Linked DNA regions of Zea mays: region 2 is linked to region 1. A link is a contact called in public Hi-C data. All regions are on one chromosome and are shown on one strand. Each heading gives the region's core, a stretch centred on a gene start, on an enhancer-like site or on the middle of the called end of the contact. The rest is flanking DNA. Distances are from core to core; before and after follow the strand shown. Region 1 holds the start of LOC103629948 (clumping factor A). Region 2 holds the start of LOC100381401 (O-fucosyltransferase family protein).

What was found. Hi-C and Micro-C count contacts between places; a contact is called where the count stands out from the background.
Region 2: a Hi-C map of leaf shows a contact between it and region 1, with 4 times the contacts expected there. The contact joins the promoter of LOC100381401 here to the promoter of LOC103629948 in region 1. A contact is called at or near these places in 4 of 25 Hi-C or Micro-C datasets (bundle sheath, ear, leaf and 1 more).

Annotation. Positions count from the first base shown.
Region 1 is chr6:125,021,359-125,025,085 of Zm-B73-REFERENCE-NAM-5.0, reverse strand. It overlaps LOC103629948 (clumping factor A), which reads left to right and starts at 2,148. Exons shown (of 5, transcript XM_008651048.3): 1 at 2,148-2,568. The coding sequence starts at 2,428. It also overlaps the pseudogene LOC111589709.
Region 2 is chr6:125,606,922-125,611,049 of Zm-B73-REFERENCE-NAM-5.0, reverse strand. It overlaps LOC100381401 (O-fucosyltransferase family protein), which reads right to left and starts at 2,646. Exons shown (of 10, transcript NM_001361423.1): 1 at 2,074-2,646; 2 at 1,231-1,320; 3 at 1,006-1,102; 4 at 808-869; 5 at 572-660; 6 at 337-457; 7 at 102-245. The coding sequence starts at 2,349.

The sequences.
Region 1 (3,727 bases), core at 899-3,398:
TTTTATTATAGACTAGACTATTTATAAATTGAATTTTAAAATGTGAAATAGAATATGAAAACGAGGGATCCATGGTTGGCGCGCTCGTGCGAGCACGAACCGTGCAACCAGCTGAGCAGCATGATTGCTCTCACTTGCGGCACCCATCCCAGCACCAGCAGTAGCCAGCAGAATCTGCAACAAAAGGCTGTCGCCCACCAGCCGAATATCCGTCCATCGCGGCGACGGGCACCAGCGACCCCGAAAAACAGAACAGCCTCTGCGCTTTACAGGCAGCACGGACGGACGGACGGACGCTGCTCCGATCCACGGCTCCACAGTCCACACCCACACCCCACGTCAAAAGGTTGTCCGGAATCCCGAATTCCTGATGTCGAAGAGGAGAGCAAGGACGGAAGATGGGATTGCTGGTGCCTCCAAAGTCCAACTCCAAACCATGGCGGTTGGCGGGCCACTGCAGGCCCGCCGGCCGGATAGAGAAGCGGCGAGCGTGCCAGCGCGGGAGGCCTCGCCATTGGTTGGGCGTCGATGTGCTGGGACCTGGGGACTGGGAGAAAAAATGTCGACGCGGTGCACCAGCCGGCCGCCGGGTGGGGGAGGGGACGGCAGAAAAAGATCGTCGCAGGCCCACTGACTGCGCTGTGAGCTCGGATGGAATGGAGAAAGAAACAAGTACGGCCACAGGTTCGTGTCCACCGCTCTCCCGCTTGTTGTTTTGACATGTGGGTGCTGTAAGGTGGGTCCGACGTGTCATCCGGAAGGGAGGATGCTTGTGATAGGTTCAGGGGGCATGGAACGGAACAAGCGCTAATCATATCGATGGGTGTGGTGTGGTATGGTAATGCTACAAGCGCACAGGAAAATGCACCTGAAGGCAAGATATGCACCAGTGCCAAACACTCTAAAAAGCTCCTTTGTGACTGCAGCGAGTCTCCCTTTGTATATATAATATCTATCTATCTCTATTTATATCCATATCTACAATATTTAATATTAAACTGCTTTACACCTCATAATGTCTCATATATGATGCAGACTTATATAAATCTGAACAATTTATGTCTAGCAATATTACGGAGTCCGGGTCCACTTTAATGATCACGCTTTGAAATAAAGGTTTTTGTTTGACCTTTTTTTCTTTCAAAATCTATATGTTATTCCTTTAAAGCACGAGTTTTGACGTTGTACGTCACGCGCGAGCCACGTAGAGTGGATCTGATTTTCTTACTCACGTCTCGCCTACTAACCAGACTGTTACTACCTAAATGGGACATGAGAAAACATTCAAACTCAATATGGATACGAAGCCACACGCATCACAACACTCTCGGATAGCTAGCTGTAGAAGGACGAGCGACCGAGTGAACTATTAAAAGGGGCAGGTCACCTTTTCAACTTATATCTTTCTTAGCCTTTTGGCTTAGATAAAGTATATTATTTGTCGTTTTAATATCTGATATGTGGGTCAGATGCCAACTTTAATTTTAAATTTATTTTTATGGGAAGGATTCACTTTGATTTTTAATTTATTTTTGTGGGAAATGTCCATCATACTGCCTTGCCACTAGATCTCTCAGGCGTCATACAACTCTTACACTATAATTAGCATACCGTCACAATGCACAAATATTGTACCACAGTATCCCTAAAATCCTTAAAACTCCTGTAAAGCACTAGTTTCCCTAGTTTCCACTGTCGCCTTTTTATAAAGTTCTTATACCTTTCTAACCTAACCCGCGGTCCACCGTCATCATGCATTGTAAAGTGACGTGAGCCGTTATCTCGGTCGTGAGAAAACAGTCAATTCCAACACAACATGAAGACACATGTAACACAACGCTCCCGGATAGTATTATATCACTAGCTGAAGGTGGACGAGCGTCTAACTTAGTTATAAAAAAAGAAACATGCCTTCTTTTTAACTCATATATTTCTCGACGTTTTGGCTAAGCTAAAGTGCAATATCTATAGTTTAAGATCTAGTATGTGAGTCATATACCAAGGCCTACTTTAATTTTATTTTTTTTGTGTGGAGAGACCATTACACTGCTTTGCCACTAGTTCCTCGCGTGTTGTGCCATTAACAAACGTACGGGCATTGGAGTATCCCTAAAATCCCTGTAGGTGGCCTGCGTTGTGCCCGTAGCAATTCCGATCTCTTTTGACAAAAGCAGGCGGGAGTGCACACCTCAGACCGCACCAACTCGCCGTCCGCGCTTCCGCTATTCTCCCAGTCCCACGCCTCTCTCCCTGCACCACAGGCCCGCCTGAGCTGTGCTGCCCTCTCCTTCCATTTCCACACTCGCCAATCATCCACCCCATCCATCGCCGTCGCCTCTTTCTTCCCCCCTCTCTTCTTCTCCCTCCCCGATCCTTCGCTTCTCTATCGCGAGCACGACGGAGCAGGAGGGCGGCGACAGCAAGGGGATGTCGGGGGCGTGGGGCGGCACCACGCAGAAGTGCGCGTCGTGCGGCCGGAGGGTGTACCCCGTCGAGGAGCTTGCCGCCGACGGCCGCGTCTATCACCGCCCCTGCTTCCGGTGCCACCACTGCAAGAGCACACTCCAGGTCTCTCTCTTACCCCCCTCCCCTCCCTTCGTTTCCTCCCCCCTGCTTGCGCATGGACTCTTGGGGCGTTGTTGAGCACAGTCTTGTTACGGAGCAAAAGTTCAAGCGTAGGATGGGTCGCACGGTTACCTGGTGCTTTTGTGAATCGGCCTATTATTGCGAGCGCCACTGAACTCAGAGTAGCTGGGCTGTCTTGTCTTGCTTTGTTGTCCTTGCTTCGAATTGCTTGGCTACTGCTTCAGTTGATGTACTTTCTTGGTCTGGTCTGGTTTGTCAGTTAGGTTGCATGATCATGTCGTCTGCGATTGTGCACGATTATTACTTGTTGCGCGTTGAATTTGTACTGGTTCTTGCTTCACAGCGAACTGGGTACAAGAACAAGTCGTAAATAGGGAGTACACAGGGTACAAAAATTTGCTGTTTCATCTCAGCAAGGGTGCGCCATCAGTGAACTTTTCTCTTGCAACCACCTGGCAAAGTGCGTGTGCTAACTGATTAGTTGAGCGCATGTTTACCTCTTCAGCTGTTCCCTTGTGGTTGGATGAGTGCCTAATGACAATTGATCTTAACTTTTTTATGATAATGTAGGAGTGTGAAATAATGTCATTATCTAAATATTTCTGTCCTTCTATTAATATAATATGCATTTACCTTTTTGAGGAATTCATCTCCATAGGCTACTGATGTGGCATATCTGTCACTTTTAACAGTGTCTTGCTATATCATGATCTCTTTGTACTTGCTTTCCCTTGCACATGGCATAGCTGTCATAATTCTCGTAGGCAGTTGACATCTAATCATGTAATAATGCAGTGCAAGACAAATGCCTTTCCCATATGGATGTAGTTTTGGTACCCGATCAGTCATGCTTTCATTATTTCTTGAGAACACGTTGTTTGGTACACCTGTACCTTAATTCATAGATTTTTAATTTTGCTGAGAGCAATAATGATCATTGTGAATCTCTTGTGCTACAGTCATACTATTGGGCATCCGTGCTATCTTTTCTTATTTGCAGCCAAAGCTACATGTGTGAAACTGAAACCTTACCAGACTAATACTAGTTCTTGACAGTGAGATGGGTATAAATCACAAAGCGCAAGAATTGAGACATGTTTGAAGATTTTTTTTTATCTACTGGAAAAGCGGTCTAGATTCT
Region 2 (4,128 bases), core at 1,397-3,896, 590 kb before region 1:
CTACAGATATATCACAAATAAATTGGCAACCCAAATGATGTTAAAGAGAACTGTTCAGTGTCCAGAATGAACTTACGTCACGTAACTAGTTGGAGCAATACCTGAAGGTCAGAAGGTATTGGGTCAAAAGATAAGCGATTGCCGAATCCTATAAAGTGCACAACTCTGTTTCTCAGTAAAATTGGCAGTATTTTTTTCATGTATAAACTGGGCTTCGCCTCTTTCATGACATCTGTATCATTAACCTACAGAGGACAAGTTAAACAATAATGAACTACAAGTTCATCTTTCTATCAATGTACTTCCTATAACTGACAACTGAGATTAGTTACTTACTAGGCTACCAATCGCCTCCAAGTCTAATGACTGCAGCTCTACTGGAAGATCCTTAACAATCTGAATATCAGATTTCAGATATTTGATAAAATATTCCTCCTGATATATATCGCCAAACTGACTAAGATGTTGAACTCAAATTGTTATTTATGGAGAATATAATAACCATTTATTGAAATAAGCTATCTAAAACATTAAACGTAAGACAGACTTGTATTTTTTTAGAAAAGTGTACCTTTTGTCCAGCCAAACATTACTGTACAAGAATTTTGGGAGGACAAGAGTTGCATTGAGCAACCGCGAGATTGTAACTGCATTACAAATCTGTTAAACAGAAGGGAAAAAAGATTGAAATCAATGGCATAAATGCAAAACCAATTCACACACCAAAAAAATGAATTACTTCCCCAAGCAGATTTGCTAACATTGCCAGCAATGTTAAAGATGTAAGTAGATTACTGAACTACTCACCGCAACCCTTTGTTGGTTTATGCCACCATTCGCACTGATCATGATGTAGCCATTGGTTCCCTCTTCAATTACAAAGAATAAATGTTAAAGAAACAAGACACTGAATCAAAAATATGCTGGAAATATGAAAAATAAACCAACACCACTATCGAGGTAAATGCACAACGATAGCATCGAGTAACATAAATCATCAATTACCTGAGGCTTTCCAATCCCTTTGGTCAGAACACGGTCGCCACAAAGTAGCATTTATCGGCTCTTCCCACAAATCCTTAGGTTCAGGCCTGGTCTCTGCCTAGGTAATTAGCATTACACATTCTGTCATTACCAATGACATATTTCAATGTGCATGTATGTGCAATATATGGCCAGTTTAGAATATGTAAAGTGCATGTAGCTTGTAGTTGCATTTATGAATGTTACCTCTGCCAAAGCATGGCCTGCCAAAGCAAGCAATCGAGTGAGCATAACCCTATGTGCCCTCTTCCCCTTAGCAGCATTAGCCACCTCTTCCTTAAAACATTTCAGTAATAAAAAGCATGCATTAGAAATATCGTACATAAACACCAAGAGCGGGCAGCGGTTGCCATGGCAGCCAAGAAATACATTATCATAATACATTACACTATCCATTTCTTTTCATAAGGCACATTAAGATTTGAGGAAGTTTTTCAAGGTATACTTTGACCATTAATTTACCGTACAATATAATATCAGTTACTATAAAACCCATATCGTACTAAAAGACAAGTGAAGTATGGATCTAATGATTCATCTTCCCTAAACATGCAATTGTTCTAAGAATCGAAGGTCAAAATAATATTTAACTTTGTTTTATTCTAATACGCCCAACACATTGAAATGAAGCGAGTATAGCTGTAGGTGCAAGATAACATCATAATACAATAACATGCCTTGAAGACTTTGTTAAAGTTACTGGAGACTTAGCCTGAATTAAAAACTAGATGTAGAATTACAAAATGGAGCAGTATTTTTATGGCTAGTTGGCTGCACATTAGCACAGCTTAAGAACACTCCTGCTCTCCCCCAGAGCAAAATAACTTACAAACCAGTGGAGATCGAGAAGTGGAAATAAGAAATGGCACAACCACTCTCTTGGCTAAAGCTAACCCTTTGAATAGCTAGCTACGGATTCATCACCCTAAATCAGTCGCCCCAGCAAACTAATCACATCAACCTCACCGGATGATAGCTAGTCCGTACTAGACACTCATCGGTCAATAAAGGAGGCCAACAACGTCATACCAGAGTCGAGAGCGACGAATTGACAGTAGCGGGCGCGCGGGGTGGGTGGCGCCTCAACCGGAAGTGCGGGCGCGCCGAGGGGTCCTGAAGTCGGGAGAACATCCACCAGTTCATGATGAAGAAGAATGCCACGAGGACGCCCCAGACCAGCAACCTGCGCGGGCGCCGCCACCCCCTCCGCTGCTGCCGCCGCCTCGCCCGCGGCAGTGCAGCAGCCGCCGGGGAGCTCGCCGCCGCCAGGAGCGGCAGCGGCGGGGGCGGCGCCGCCTCGGGCATTCTGGCGCTGGATTTGGATCTCGATAAGCGGGGTTCGGTGGGAAGCGAAGAGGAGCACGAGATGCGGGGTGGCTCGTCGGATCCTGCGATCGCCGTGCGATTAGTTTAAGCTGCAGTTTGATGTAGAGGCTAATTTTTTATTCGTAATTGCGGCCTGAGCTCAGCAGATCGGAGCCAGGGGCGAGAGTATAGATTTGCATGTAGGCTGCTGGCTGCAGCCCGGTGGCGGGCTGGAACGGCGTCAGCTTCATGCTGCCGCTCGTCAGCGCCATCCTGGCCTGGCTGACTGCACTAGGACCGCCACTGCACTATCGTCGCCGCCCCCTTGCTCTACGTCATAGTAAGTCTAATTAATTGGTTTGAGTAAAATATATTAGCGGTACATAAATTTTGGGACGTTGTCACTTTTGATGATACAAAAATTAGGAAAACAGGGCTCTAACTTGGTCAATCTGTGCAAAATCGTTCAAAATCGAATTAACTTAGAACGGATGGTGACATGACATGCTCTTCCCACAAGCGTTGTGCGCCACGTGGTACGCACAAGTTCTAGACTTAGTATAATATATTACTTGGGTCTCAAACTTGATATGTTGTGTCATTTAGGTATCTACATTTTTATTAGTGTGCTTTAAAGTGGTATGTCACGTCGGTATGTCGTATGAGCAAACCTGATTTTAGATATTTTGCACGGGGCCAAGTTCGGGACACGTTTTTATGGTTTTCTAAGTTCTAGGATCTAAATGATACACAATACCAAGTTCGAAGACTTCTGATGCATTTTACTCGATTAATTTCCATTCCAACAAACCCTCCGATTAGTCATGTTCTACTGCTAGCTCACATCTTGTCCATTTCATCCCTAATTCAATCACGGGACCAAAAGGCGTTAAAGAGGGGTTTCACTTACATCTCGTTTTAATGTAGACATTGAAGTCTAGAATTGAGAATTGAAACTAGGATTTCTGAATTATGTTGTTTGGTTGTCTAATAAATTTAGAATTGTTAGAATATTGCGTAATATTCTAAGTGTAGATTTTAAATCAAGGTAAATTCCATAGATATTCAAAACAGATATGCACACTAGCATAGCAATATATAGATCAACACAGTAAACAATCAAATTAACATATTTACTCACGTCGGGTTTGTCAGTGCTTAGGTTGATCAATCACAAAAGTAGACGAAGCATGCCATCGATGTAGACGCGTCGATTCGTCCGTTAGGTAGCGCAGATCGTCGTCGAACGGCTTCGAGCGATCGCGCAGTTGCGCTGCCCAGAAACCTTATTGACGCCCCTTGTGCAGGCTTTACGATGACAAGGGTTCGGAGATATCGCTCACCCTCCTCCTCAGTGCACGCTAAGGAAAAGGGTTGGTGAAGACACGACAACTCAACCGTGACAACACAACTTTCCAAGCAGGAATAAGAAGAAATGGAATAAGATTTTCGTTTCTATCAACCCGAACACATCCAGAGGCTTAAAATACGCGTGACTGCCCTCAAGGAGTCATTTTTCCTTAATACACTAGGGTGGGCGTTCGGGTTACCCAAAAATTTTGGGTCGGGTAATTCGGGTATTTAAAATTTCGAGTTTTGAGAATCAATACCCAAAATTACAACGAGTTTTACAATACCTGAAAATTCGGGTACCCGAAATTTCAGGTTCGGGTATTCCCGAACTACCCGAACTGTTGTGTTGGCTTCATAAAAACACATACACCCTATTGAATTAGTATAAAAATATAGTTTGAATAATGATATATATTGACATATAAA